Regions from separate parts of the Rattus norvegicus genome. Here region 1 is linked to region 2. A link is a contact called in public Hi-C data. All regions are on one chromosome and are shown on one strand. Each heading gives the region's core, a stretch centred on a gene start, on an enhancer-like site or on the middle of the called end of the contact. The rest is flanking DNA. Distances are from core to core; before and after follow the strand shown. Region 1 has its middle 280 kb from the start of Insig2. Region 2 holds the start of En1 (engrailed homeobox 1).

Evidence for each region. A called contact is a pair of places that touch in the nucleus more often than the background predicts.
Region 1: a Hi-C map of the Rat2 cell line shows a contact between it and region 2, with 3 times the contacts expected there. The contact joins the enhancer-like site here to the promoter of En1 in region 2. A contact is called at or near these places in 4 of 12 Hi-C or Micro-C datasets (the Rat2 cell line, Schwann cells, kidney and 1 more).

The regions. Positions count from the first base shown.
Region 1 is chr13:34,754,277-34,761,381 of GRCr8, forward strand. No RefSeq gene overlaps it. Among named protein-coding and RNA genes, the nearest start is that of Insig2, 280 kb to the right of the region's middle. Within about 2 kb of position 3,850, at least 3 of the 93 cell types and tissues checked have an H3K27ac peak or open chromatin away from gene starts, as enhancers often do.
Region 2 is chr13:34,302,421-34,308,964 of GRCr8, forward strand. It overlaps En1 (engrailed homeobox 1), which reads left to right and starts at 1,264. Exons shown (of 2, transcript NM_001398705.1): 1 at 1,264-2,829; 2 at 5,738-6,544. The coding sequence starts at 1,917. The coding sequence ends at 6,054.

The sequences.
Region 1 (7,105 bases), core at 2,600-5,099, 450 kb after region 2:
CCATGAGACGCCTTTACCAGCAGAAGCTCTATTCTACACCTCAACTGTGTAGAGCACTCTGTCTTCTGATATCCCTATGAAGCCATAGCATTCTGATAGGCTTTTAGTCATGGACCCACTATACTCATCACTGTAGCTGAGGTACTAAGATAACTCAACTTCAGGTATATACTAATCTCAAGAGTGAGGACTCCAAGAGGTTGAAAGCCTCATTTACATATAGTAGACTAGAAGAGACTTCTAAGGAAAAACAACAGAGAGAGGAAAAAAATAAGAGATGTCTCATTATCATTTGACTTGCTAATGCAAGGAGTGCAGAAGCAGGATTTGTGGCTAGAATACATCAAGGAGTGGACACTGGTATTTTAAAGAGAGCCAAGGAGAGAGCTTTAACCTATAAGTCTGGGAACTGTGCTAACTGTGAGATCTTTAAAGGGAATGAGGGGTGATGATCACAGATTGAATGAAGAGCAATGGCTATCCATCCTTGAAACTAGAAAAAAATGGTGTGTTTGGGAAGTTCTCAGTACTGACTCAGTACAGCTGGAAGGAGAAGCTGGGGAAGGGGAAGCTTTTCATATGATTGGGACAGTACACTTGCGAGGAAGAGAGATTTTCTTCAGCAGTATGACCACTAGTAAGTTGCCCACGCTACTATAAGCAGTTAATCTCACTGGATCACCAAATGCCGTCTAAATAAAAAGAGACTCATTGAGAAGAAGGAGGGTGTCTACATGAGGAGGAAGGGACAAGACAGAATAAAGGGGATAAATATGATCAGAATAATTGTATACCTGCATGGAAATATCATAATGAAGTATTATTATTGTATTAAACATGCCAATAAAAAAAACTACAAAACAGTGTAGCCAGCATGGTTTGCCAAGCTGACTTCAGTAACTGGAAATGGGCCCATAGACTGTGTGGACGGAAGTATAATCATGGGTTAGAGACTCGTGAATATAAATGTCCCTGAGTTAATATGGAGGCAAACACAGGTCTCTACTTCAAGAAACATTAATTAGAAACTATCCAGAATCTTTTATAGGCTTTCCTTTTTTTCTGAACATCTTAATTAAAAGTTAAAAATGACTGACAGCCTTGGCTTCCTTGACAACAAAAGGGGCATCTGCAGACGTCTGGGGAATGTGTGGTGGCTTGCGATTCTTGTAGAGGGCAAGGCAGCCCCATAAAAACAGTAAGATAGTAACTATTTATTATGGGATGGAGGAAGGCGCCAAAGTAAAGGCTCTCATTCACTTGCGGGATTGGACTGAAGTTACAGGACAAGAGGGAGATAATATTGAAATGATGGGAAATTGGAGACAGGAAATTTTAGTTTTGGTCAAAAATCACACTGTCTCTTGATAAATGTCATTTGAGGAACCTCAGTTTTATCACAAGGGGCTGCCTATAAGCTGATTTAAGATCTGGATATGTTCCTCTGGACAGATATATGTCTGTGTGTTACTCCTAGATATTAAGGTGTCCTTCGTAAGAAAGGCAATAAATGCCTTTCATCATTCAGACTCACAGCCACATAGATTGGGAACAGTATCTCCCACCAAAGAACCCTACCATCCACAACACGTATGGACCTGAGGGGTCTGTTCTTGATTTCAGAACAGAAAGGGCCTGTGAGAAGCTGCCCGGGTACTTCATAGAGCTCTGGAGCCTGTCCCATCTTGATGGGGATGGACATAGTAGATGAAAGGGGAAGGCAGGATCATTTTGTGGGAAGAAAGGGTTGACAGACATCATGGAGCCCTGTGTAAGAGCATGAAGTGCTCTTTAACACTGAACGATCTCTCCAGCTCCTGATTTTTTCCCTTTTTCTTTTCAAGACAATGTTGTATATAACCCAGGCTGTCCTTCATTGCTAGAGTTATTTAGATTACAGGTGTGCAAACATGCCCAATTCATTCAGTGCTGGGGATCAAACCCTGAGTGAAGGAATCTTAAATTTTCATAGATGGTCAAAAAACAAGTCCTATGATGTTATCCCGAGTGCTCTAAAGAAGACACAGGGCCAGCAAGGCTGGGATTAAGACCTTGTTCTCATTGGCCATTGATGTGGTGTGTGACCTAAGCCGGCCATTTTAACCTTTTCTCATCCTGCCTGAAATGGGTCTGCTTGCTGCACAGTTCCCCTCCCGCCCATCTGGTGTGGAAATCGAATGATCTCATGTTGTGAACATGATCTCCAGTTGCAAAAGCAGCACACCCTTGCAGAGTCTATGGGCTATTATTTGAGTGTTTATAGCTCTAGGTGAATGGGGCTCATTACTGCTATGATTAGTGGTAATTACTGCACTAAACCACACCATGGAAAGGAATCTTCTCCCACTGGCTTCTTCAGCAGTATCTGTTGTGTAATATTTCAGAAAAATATCAATATAACCACAGTGTAATGGTAAATCACCATAAGCTAACTTATAAGAGGAAATTTGGAAAGAAGGAGTTTTAATATTAGATATAGATCTTCCCCTGTTATAAAATCAGTTTGTCACATGATGGTTTGGCTCTTATCAGGAAAAAATGACATCAATGGCATCAATGGTGAGCTGTAGCCTCACTGGTGATTCCAATGGGAAATGAAGAGGAGACATATCCCAGGTTCCTACACAGAAGAACCTAAGAAATGCTTCCCATGGAGGACTCCATGCCACATCCAGGGTGTAGAGCCTTTGCCAAAGGTCACAAAGAGCCCCTGGGATTCACCCAAAGTTCTAGACGAGAAAAGGACCGCAGAGGGAACTTGGTCTTTGAAGAGCTTGCTGCACAAATGTGAGAACCCAATTTCAATTCTCAGAAAGCAATCCTCAGAAAGGCAGGAGTGGTATCATACATTTATAATCCCAGAGCAAGGGAGAAAGGAAAATGTGGGGTTCTTAGGCCTCATTGGCTGACCAGTGAGCCCCCAAGTGCCTTGGAGAGACCCTGTCTCAAAAGATAGATGACCATCCTCAATAAAATTTGAAGTTGACTTCTGGCCTACACACACACACACACACACACACACACACACACACACACACACACACACACACAGGCACACACGCACTAGACTCAGAAGATACTGTTGTTTACCCAGAGGATAGCATATGCCCTGAGTCTCTTCATTTCTTCTGTTCATACACAGACCTTGTAGACTTCCAAATTGAGGGTCTTCATCTCCATTGTCAAAGAGAAAAGAGTCAAGCATCTTTTCATAAGTTATTGGACTAGATTCATGCCTATCATCCATTGCCTTATCACCCTCCTCTCTCTTCCCTAAATTTCCTTTTGCCTACAGTTGACAATGTACAATATGGACCTGTCATAAAACTAGATATTATGCTGAAAGATTCAGGTGGCATTGTCACCTGAAAGCACAAACAGCCGAATGTAGACCCATGTCCTGACACACTGCTGCAGAATAGCTTTCTGCCTGTCACACTCTTAATGTAGAGTGTGAGGCAAACAGAAGGAGACACTGAGGCAGCTGGAGCCATTGGGGTCTTCAAAAGCATAGTAATTAGAGCATAAAACCAGAGGAAGGAAAACCCATGCTTTAGATTAGTTGTCCTCAGTCTTCCTCATGAGCACTTGCTATGTGACCTGAGGTCTCTGTGACCTTAGCAGCAACCTGCTGGTTCAAAAATCATGATGTTGATGTAAAAGACCTGATGCAGTACCTTACACATCAGCAAAGATAACACCCAGATAGGGGCACCCGCCAGAGAGTACGCCCTTCATGTGTCCAGATCTGAAAGTTGCGTGACTATGGGTTGGCTCCTGGCAGTCTGCATGGTCTTGCCCGAGTCACCTCATGAGTCACATAGCTGCATGACTCCATATTGTACTACTAGGGCCTCCTTGTTAGCACATTGCCTCTAGGAACACTAAGAGTCACAGTAGACCAACAGTGACACACCCGGTGAACCCCATGTGCCTCGATGGCAACAAAGTCATAGCTGGGGGAGAATGTTTCTTGTTTCTCTGAGCTTCCTCAATACAGGGAGGAGAGTATGAGTCTCTGAGTGTCTGGGAACCTCATGAAATTTTTAATGAGCACGTACATGTTTCCCACCAAGCTTTCCTTAGGCAGTTGTGAATGAATCATTCCCAGAGTCTCACATTTAATTCAAAATAAAAGACCTAACAAGAGTTTTCAAAGTTCTCACATCTACTGCCGGCCAGTGCTGTGAGAGGGGAGCTCCCCACTATACTGCTGCTGGGGTAAGTTTGCTATTCCTTCCCTGTAAAGCAATTTGATGACATGCCTACTGAAGTTACTTGTAAAAATTTACTTTAATAATAGATGTGCATAAAGGATTTTTTTAGTCTGCTTGTTGTGCAATCCTCTGTAATAACAGAACTTTGGGAGTGGCCTAAATCGTTGTACAATCTCATCATGTAATAAAGTCTCACTAAATACATTCTGGTGAAATAGAAACTGGAATTTTACTTGCAATCACTAGACATGACCTTGTAGGTAAAAACAAAACAGAAATGTGGGTAGTCTGCATTTATGGTTAAAGAATAGGTAACAACACATTTTATAGAATCTTATTTCATAAAAATAGTTTAAAAGCTTATTGTGTGTGTATGTGTGTTTGTGTATATGTGTATATGTGTATATATGTATGTGCGTGTGCTTGTGTATGTGTTTGTGTGTATATGTATGTGTATGTGTGTATATGCCTATGTGTGTGTTTGTGTGTGTGTATATGTATGTGTATTGTGTGTTTGTGTGTGTATGTGTGTATATGTTTGTATGTGTGTCTGTGTGTGTGTTTGTGTGTGTATGTGTGTGTATATGTGTGTGTATGTGTTTGTGTGTGTATGTTTGTTTGTGTATGTGTTTGTGTGTATATGTGTGTGTATGTGTTTGTGTGTGTATGTTTGTGTGTGTATGTATTTGTGTTTGTATGTGTTTGTGTGTGTGTATGTGTGTGTATATGTGTGTGTATGTGTTCGTGTGTGTATGTGTGTGTATGTGTATGTGTTTGTGTGTGTATGTGTTTGTGTGTGTGTATGTGTGTGTATATGTGTATGTGTTTGTGTGTGTATGTGTGTGTATATGTGTGTATGTGTTTGTGTGTGTATGTGTGTGTATATGTGTGTGTATTGTATGTGTTTGTGTGTGTGTGTGTGTGTGTGTGTGTGTGTGTGTGTGTAAGGATGTGCACATAAGTGCAGGTGTGGATGGAGACCAGGTGAAGAGCTGCAGTTACAGGTGGTGTGAGCCTCTGTACATGGATGCTGGGAACAAAACTCAAGACCTCTGCAAAAACAACATACACTCTTTACTAAGCCATTGTATCTCCAGCTCCAGCAGTTAGAAACCCAACTGCTGAAAAGTGAAGTAGATATGTTTAATCCGGTATGTCAGCAGAAGGTTGAACGAGCAACCCAGTAGATAGAGTGCTAGCCTAGCATGCATGAAGCTCCAGGTTCAATCCCTGGTGCCACATAAACTAGATGTGGTGGTGTATGCTGATAATTCCAATACTCAGTGTGTAGAAGCAAGAAGACTGGAGGTTAAAAGTCATCCTCAGCTACAGAGTAATTTTGAGTAGCATAGGATCATAAAACTCTGTCTGAAAACAAAAGAAACAACAAGAACAAACCAGTAAGTCAGCGGTTACTACTTCCCAGATGCGTGATTTCTACTGATTCATGTGCTACCACCCCTAATGTTTTTCATGTTAGTGAGAAAACTAGAACAAGAAATGTAAAAAGCTTACAGGACTCTGGGGGATTCAATTCAATGGAAATTTGCTTTGTACTCAGTTGTCTCTGAATAAACCTCTAGGTTATTTTGAGCCTCATCGTTTGTTCCATCAATAAAAGGTATATGGTAGATACACGGCAGTGTCCTGGGAGGCTTCCATTGGATAATGTGTGTATAAGAACTCAACACATGTATCTCACAGTAACCTCCATAGGACTCATGGGACGGAAGTCCCAGCTTCTCCGAGGAGTGTGTAGCACTGTAAAGTCTAGGAGCGACCTCATGGGAATCCCAGCCCTGTTGCATGGTGAGCATCCTAGTTCTGACCTCGCAAAGTAGTAAGACAATAAACTCCACTTCACTGTAGCATCCACAAGCTGGTTTTCTCCAGCTGCCGAGCATAAGGATCACCTCCCTCCAGCCTCTCTGCGTGCGTCAACGAAACAATATTTAGGGGAGTTCTCCTTTGGAAATCACTAAACAGGCACACCGCAAAGATACCTGCATTACCTTCTCTACCAGCCATTGCTGACACACTCTGCAGGGTTCAGAAATGCTCACAGGCTTGTTGGAGAGTCGGACAGACTCAGTAATGTATCCGGAAAGCTGCAAAGGATGGCGCTACATTCTTTTCAAAAGCCAGGGAAGCTTCCGGACTTAAGAAACAGAGGCTAACTTCATGCATAAATCAATGTGTGACTAGTGCCAATCCACCAGGGTGGGCCACCTGGAGGCATGATGCTTAAATTGTCACCTGAGTCAAATTTAAAAAAAATGTGGGCTAGGGGACAACAGGTGTGACCGTCCCTGGGGTCTTCCTCATGTCAAGACCTTGATTTCTTCATTGTAAAGCAAAGTTTGAAGAATGTGACTGTCCTCCCCATTTCACTGAATGTTTTTGGCAAAAGGACAATAGCTAAATGAGGGTCAGGTTTAGGATGAAAGGTCAAGACAGAAACTCTAACAAGATCTTTAAAGGGGCCAGGGAGCTCATACATTTACCATAGAAAGGATGTAGAATCACTCAGGTGATAAACCTCTGAAGTTATCTCTGGACCATGTTCTGGGTGTCAGGTTCATTGAGATGAGAAAAGCCACCCTAGATGTGAGAGGCTCCACTTTACAGGGTGGGATTTGAGGTTGCATGCAAAGGAGAAGGGAGTTGAGAATCCAGCACTCAACCTTTTTCTGTTTCTTAATTGTAGATACAATGTAACTAGCTGCCTCATGTTCCTGATACTCCACATTCAAACCATAAACCTCACATAGTAAAGCCCCCTCTCTTAATTTGCTTTTTTGGGGGGGATGTTTTACCATAGCAACCAGAACAATAACTAGCACAAAGGTCTGGATGAAAATCATTATTGCATCTTTAGAGGAAACTAA
Region 2 (6,544 bases), core at 14-2,513:
CCAGCTCCCAGAACCACCCTTCCCTCCCTAACCTTGGTAATGAAAAACTTTTGAGGTACTCCATTCGGGGAAAAGAGGAAATGCCCATAATATAGCAGCGTGGGAGCGACTGGAGGCGAGAATCCTCAGGGTTCCACCCCAAGGCACCCGGGAGTGGGCAGCAATACCAGCGAGTTCAGCTTAGAATTAGGGCAACCCGTTGTCCAGCCTTCAGCCAGCCAAGGCAAATATTTGAAGCGCAGTAGTTTTATTGGTTTAATTTCTACTTTGCAGGGAAATCTAACACAGAGGTTTCCCTGAAGTTGAAACCCAAACCTAGGCCTTGAAAGGTGGCACATCATGTCGCCTGGTTTAGGCTCGCTTTTGAGACAACTCTACCAGGTTAGAACAACCCGGATTCCCCTTAGCCAGGCCGGCACTAGAGCTCTGGACATGGCTTCACAGACCCCCATCTCGGCAGCTTGGGGTGTTGGTGATCCAGAGAGGGAAGGGCATGTTTGCGGATCTCAAACGACAGTGTGGCTAGCCATTGACATAAACCAACAGTGCCATCAAGGTGTAGCAGGCCTCTTGGGTTTGCCATTAGTAGGAAAAAAACTACATCTCTGAAAGTAGCCAGACATAACCTAAGTCTTTCACTCATGCCGGATCTCTTTGGTTTCATTCATTTACACACACACACACACACACACACACACACACACACACACACACACACTCGAACAGAGAGGAGAGACAGAGACAGAGACAGAGACAGACAGAGACAGAGACAGAGACAGAGGGGAGGGAGGGAGAGAGGGAGAGAATATAAGAATATAAGCTAAATGTCTTTGGCGCGCGGGGGGTGGGGGTGGGGTGGGGTATGGTATCCCAAATCCCTGCCGCCTGTCGCTGTCCCCAGCGCGCACGAACCCATAATCCTGTATTTCTCCAACAAGTTGTGGACTTGCTTCTCTTATCTGTCTACATCCCAAATTCTAGCTTTTTCGGATCTCTTCGTGCCCTCTTCAGTCCGGATCTGAAGGAGGGGGAGGGGCGTGGGCACAGATGGGGGCAGGGCAGGCCGGACGTACGGGGCCTGAGCCTCTGCACCCCCTCTCCACCCACGGCCGCCGCCCCCGGATTATTTATCCGCAAAGTCCCGCGCGCGCCCATTGGGCCGAGCCCTGAGTGTCAGCGCGAGTCCCGGCTCGCCATTGGTCCTACACACGTGCGGCCCTGACTCACGTGCTTCCGGTTTGAAGGCAAAAAGTGTGCCTGGGTGATTTTTTTTTTTTTTTTAAGCGAGAGAGTTTGTGCAAAGATCCGAGCTGTCAGAGATTTCAGGGGGGAAAACGGAGCCCGGCACTGGCGGAGACGCGCTCTCCCTGCAAAAAAGCAAAGGCGATTAAAGGCGCTGCCAGCCTCGCGCTCTGGGCACAGCTGAGCGTGACACTGGGGAAGTCAAACCCCTCTTTACAGCCTAGGAAGATGGCTAGACTTTAAAGACTATTTTTTCCCTTTAAGGAAAAAATCTCGGAGCTTAAAAAAATCATTTTTTTCTTTTCTTTTTTTCCTCCTTTTATTTTTTTAAGCCGAGGCTTACTCCCCCATTAAGACCAATCACTGAAATCTGGTTGCTGAAAGAAAAAAAGAAAAAGAAAAGGAAAAAATAGCCAAGTGTCTTCACTGTATCTGGATGTCTACAAATTAGAGAGAGGGAGAGAGCGAGATTTGCTCCACCAGAGCGGGCGAGAGCCAGGCCAGACGCTCGGCTTTCTTTTTTCCTTCTGTACCCGCCCTGTGCCTTCGCTGAGGCTTCGCCTTGCCTCCTTCCTCTCCGCGCACCCCCACGGGCCCGCTGGCAAAGTGGGGTGGGGAGCGAGGCGCGGGGGGCGGGGGCCGGCGCCGCGGCCAGGGCTGCCGGGCGGCCGAGCATGGAAGAACAGCAGCCGGAGCCTAAAAGTCAGCGCGACTCGGGCCTCGGCGCGGTGGCAGCGGCGGCGGCGGTGGTGGCGGCGGCGGCCCCGGGCGGCCTCAGCCTGAGTCTCAGCCCAGGAGCCAGCGGCAGCAGCGGCAGCGATGGAGACAGCGTGCCGGTGTCCCCGCAGCCAGCGCCCCCGTCGCCTCCTGCGGCACCCTGCCTGCCGCCCCTGGCCCATCACCCGCACCTCCCCCCGCATCCCCCGCCCCCGCCGCCACCGCCGCCGCCGCCGCCGCCACCGCAGCATCTCGCGGCGCCTGCTCACCAGCCGCAGCCCGCGGCCCAGCTGCACCGCACCACCAACTTTTTCATCGATAACATTCTAAGGCCCGATTTTGGTTGCAAAAAGGAACAGCCCCTGCCGCAGCTCCTAGTGGCTTCGGCTGCAGCCGGAGGAGGTGCAGCAGGAGGTGGAAGCCGCGTGGAGCGTGACCGAAGCCAGACTGGTGCAGGTAGAGACCCTGTCCACTCTCTGGGCACACGAGCTTCGGGCGCTGCCTCGCTCTTGTGTGCTCCAGATGCGAACTGTGGCCCACCCGACGGCTCCCAGCCCGCCACCGCCGTCGGCGCGGGCGCATCCAAAGCGGGGAACCCGGCTGCTGCGGCGGCTGCAGCCGCGGCAGCGGCTGCAGCGGCAGTGGCAGCGGCGGCGGCCGCAGCATCGAAGCCCTCGGACAGTGGCGGTGGCAGTGGAGGCAGCGCAGGAAGTCCTGGGGCGCAGGGTGCCAAGTTCCCGGAACACAACCCCGCGATCCTACTCATGGGTTCGGCTAACGGTGGGCCGGTAGTCAAGACTGACTCGCAGCAACCCCTAGTCTGGCCCGCCTGGGTCTACTGCACACGCTACTCGGACCGTCCATCCTCTGGTGAGTACAGGGGCCCGGATGTACACACGCGTTCAGGCCCTGGCCATGTCCTAGAATTTCCAAACCCCCCCGCTCTGGGGAGAGCAAGCCAGGTTTGAAGCTCTATCAACTTCATGTTTGACTTCTCTTGCCGCGGGTCCCAGTCACAACCCAAAGTGTGCTCGATTCTGCAATGCTGGCCTTTGCCACCAAGGAAGTCACAGCTATTGGCACGCACAGAAGGCTCTAGTTTCTGTCCTTTGATTTTACGAACTCTGAGCCCTGGGGTCATTTTTATATTTTATTTTATTATCTAGAAGAAAGATATATAATTACTATTGAAATATTGAGTAGGGAAAGGGCGCTTTGAGCTGGCGGGAAGATAGGCCTAGTGGCTTGGATCTGCATCTATCGTCTTAGTCCTGCCAGCACTGGATTTAGCCAGGGAAATGAATCAGAGAAATATTCTTTGCTGCGTGTTTTAAACAAACACTGTGGATATTATTCTATGGAGAGTCCATTTTCATAAAGACAGATATGGGGGGAGACAGAAAAAAGAAAAGCGCCATCCCTTGCGCCCCGCCCGGGTATGGGGAGTCAACCCGCGTGGGTAGAATGTAGAGAAAGGCTAGAAAGGTGAGCAGCCACTGCTCGCTGGAGCTGGCAGGCCTTAGGAGAGCAAAGCAAGCAGGCCAGGGGTAGGTTCGAAAGCTGGACCCTAGGCAAGGGAATCAGCCAGCATGTGCCCAGCAGCAGGGCTCTCCTGTCTCTTCGGCCTTGATTTCTTTCTTTCACTCTCTCCTTCGCAAATGTGCCCGTTAGTAGCTATCTGTCTATCTTAGGTCAATTCTCTGCTTTCTTTTCTGCTGCTGTAGCACCTACCCAAGGTCAGCTGCTGGGCTCTGGAAGAGGGGGCTCAGGCCTGCTGCTCTTTGCACAGACCAGGAGTTTCTATGAGGGCCGTGCAGGCCTCGAGGAGAACGGCAGGGGCTTGGGTCCAGGGTCAGCGTTGGGCCCGCCAGGGGGCCAGGCAAAAGGTAGCCACAGGCGTCCCACCGCTGGCTGGTGTCTTGTAGCCTTGCTGCTTTGGGCCGGGTGCGGATCGATGCGCGCTATCAGCCCCCGCCATCTCGAGCCCCGTTATTGACACGTCGGACTCCCTGAACCTCCGAAAAGCTGCTTTGATTGACTCGCCTGATGGATAGAGTGATTGAGCTGTCAGGCTGAGTGGGTCGGGCTGGCCAGGAGGCTACGATTTTATTACAAGTGGCCGTGCCTCTGCACACAACAACACTACTACAACATGCTCGGGACGCACCTCCTGCAGCCGAGTCTCTTGGAGGATGCACACATTTCCTGGGTCATCCCTGCCTGCTTGGCTCATGACTCATCTAAACCCAACTTGCTCTGGAACAGGCCTTGTCTTTGTTCCTTGCTCCTTTCCTTTTTATAGACCAGAGAAGCAGGGACCAGATACTTCTCCAAAGGTGGTTAATGGGGAGGAGTGACAACCTGGATGTGATTCCTACATCGTTAGGCCTGGGGTCCTCCTCACAAACAGCTAGGGACCCTAGCTGCTTGCCTGCTGCTAGATCCAGTTACTCAGTTTTCCCAGTGACTAGGTTTGCACATGCCAGCCAAGACCCTTCTTTCAGGTTAGGTAATAACGGCCGGGACAGGGGCATCACTTGAGTCCACAGGCTCCCATACCTATCACTGAGGTCAGCCTTTCAGTGCCAGCATCCTGGCAAGAATGTCAAGAAGCAGGCTTCAACCCTCCAGCCAAGGTCCTGCAACCTAATTCTCTCTCCCCGACTGGACCCCACACCAACCTTCCACATTAGCATTTGAGAGAGGCCTCATCCTCTTGGAGAGTGTTCCTGTGGCCTTCCTACACAGCCATTCATCTTGGGGTGATAGCACAGGTCCCCGCTGTGATTGTCTCTTTCACCATTATCTCTTGGTCCTTGTTTTGCTTATGGGTGGGGACAACAAGGCAAGAGTTATCACTGTCCGTGGCCTCCCCCATTTGTTTGTGTTATTTCAAGACTTTTGTACCCTGAAATTGGGGCAAGCAGGTTCAGAAGAGAGATAACAGAACCTTCCTCCTCTCCCCAGCCCTGTCTGCCCCCATGGAGAGGAGTCTCAAGGGTCCTTCTTTTCTTCCTGACATCAACAGAGAGGCCAAACAGAATGTCCCAGGGCCTAAACTCATAGACTAGGGGCTGTGGCTCTAATAGGGATGGGGCAGGCAGTGTCCTGCTTCACTACAGATCAAGAAGGCAGAAAGGGATCCCTGATTCTGTGGAACTGGGTGACCTCAGCTTCCCTGTTCTCCCTGAGGTCAATGGTGAGAATCAGGTAGGAGCTTTGCATAGGCCAGTGTGTGTGTGTGTGTGTGTGTGTGTGTGTGTGTGTGTGTGTGTGTGTGTGTGTTTAGCTTCCCAAGAATAAAGTGGGAATCAAGGCAGACCAGTCATTCTTCCCAGGGCCTGACCAGGGCTAGGAAGACATTCTGGTTCAGGGTTTTACCCTGGGACCCCCAGAGCTCACTCTATCTTTAATTCCTCTTCCACCCCCATTTTGTCGTCGTTGTTGTTGTTGTTGTCCTTCTGGGTCAGAAAGTACTGGAAGCGGTCTGTTCTCCGCTTTCTTGAATTGGGTGGCCCCTGCAGTCCCTGCCAGTGTTCCTGTTTGGTTTCTGAGTCCTTCCTGCAGAGGGGAGCCTAGAGATCTCAATGGTAAAGAGAGGGACTCTTTGATGGAGATAGCGGGACCCAGCAGCTGGCCTCCCACAATCGCCCCGGAAGCTCGGGATCGCTGCGGTGTGCTCCACACAGCCGTTCTCAAGGCTTACTCTACCCTCTCCCCCCTCCCTCTGCTCCCGACCCCCTTCCTCCCCTCCCTGGCCCTGTCCTCCCCGCTGCAGGTCCACGCACCAGGAAGCTAAAGAAGAAAAAGAATGAGAAGGAAGACAAGCGGCCGCGGACGGCGTTCACGGCCGAGCAGCTGCAGAGACTCAAGGCGGAGTTCCAGGCAAACCGCTACATCACGGAGCAGCGGCGACAGACCCTGGCCCAGGAGCTCAGCCTGAACGAGTCCCAGATCAAGATCTGGTTCCAAAACAAGCGTGCCAAGATCAAGAAAGCCACCGGCATCAAGAACGGCCTGGCGCTGCACCTCATGGCCCAGGGACTGTACAACCACTCTACCACCACGGTCCAGGACAAAGACGAGAGCGAGTAGCTGTGGCCAGCTCCGGGGCCCGCGGTCTATCGGCGCTCATGCCACCTCCAGGCTCCACCGGGCTGCCGCTTCACCGGGCCCACTCCGCCATGCAGAGACGATCGCTAAGGAGGGAGGCATCAATCAGGGCGACAGAGAAAGCGAGCAAGAAAAAGCAATCCTCCGAGTGGACATTCACATTGGAACAAAACGGTTTTTGAAACGGGAGAAAGACTCGGACAGGTGCTATGGGGGAAAAATAAAGATCTATTCTCTAACTCACTGTATAAATGAAACTGCGAATTCCTTAAAGCTCTATCTAGCCAAACTGCTTACGACCGTGTATATATTTAATTTCAGGTAAGGAAAACAAATATGTGTAGCGATCTCTATTTGCTGGACATTTTTATTAATCTCATTTATTATTGTTATAATTATTATAATTATTATAATTATTTTATCCCTCCTCCCTACCTTGCTGCTCCCCCCCAGCCCAGTTTCGTTTTCGTTG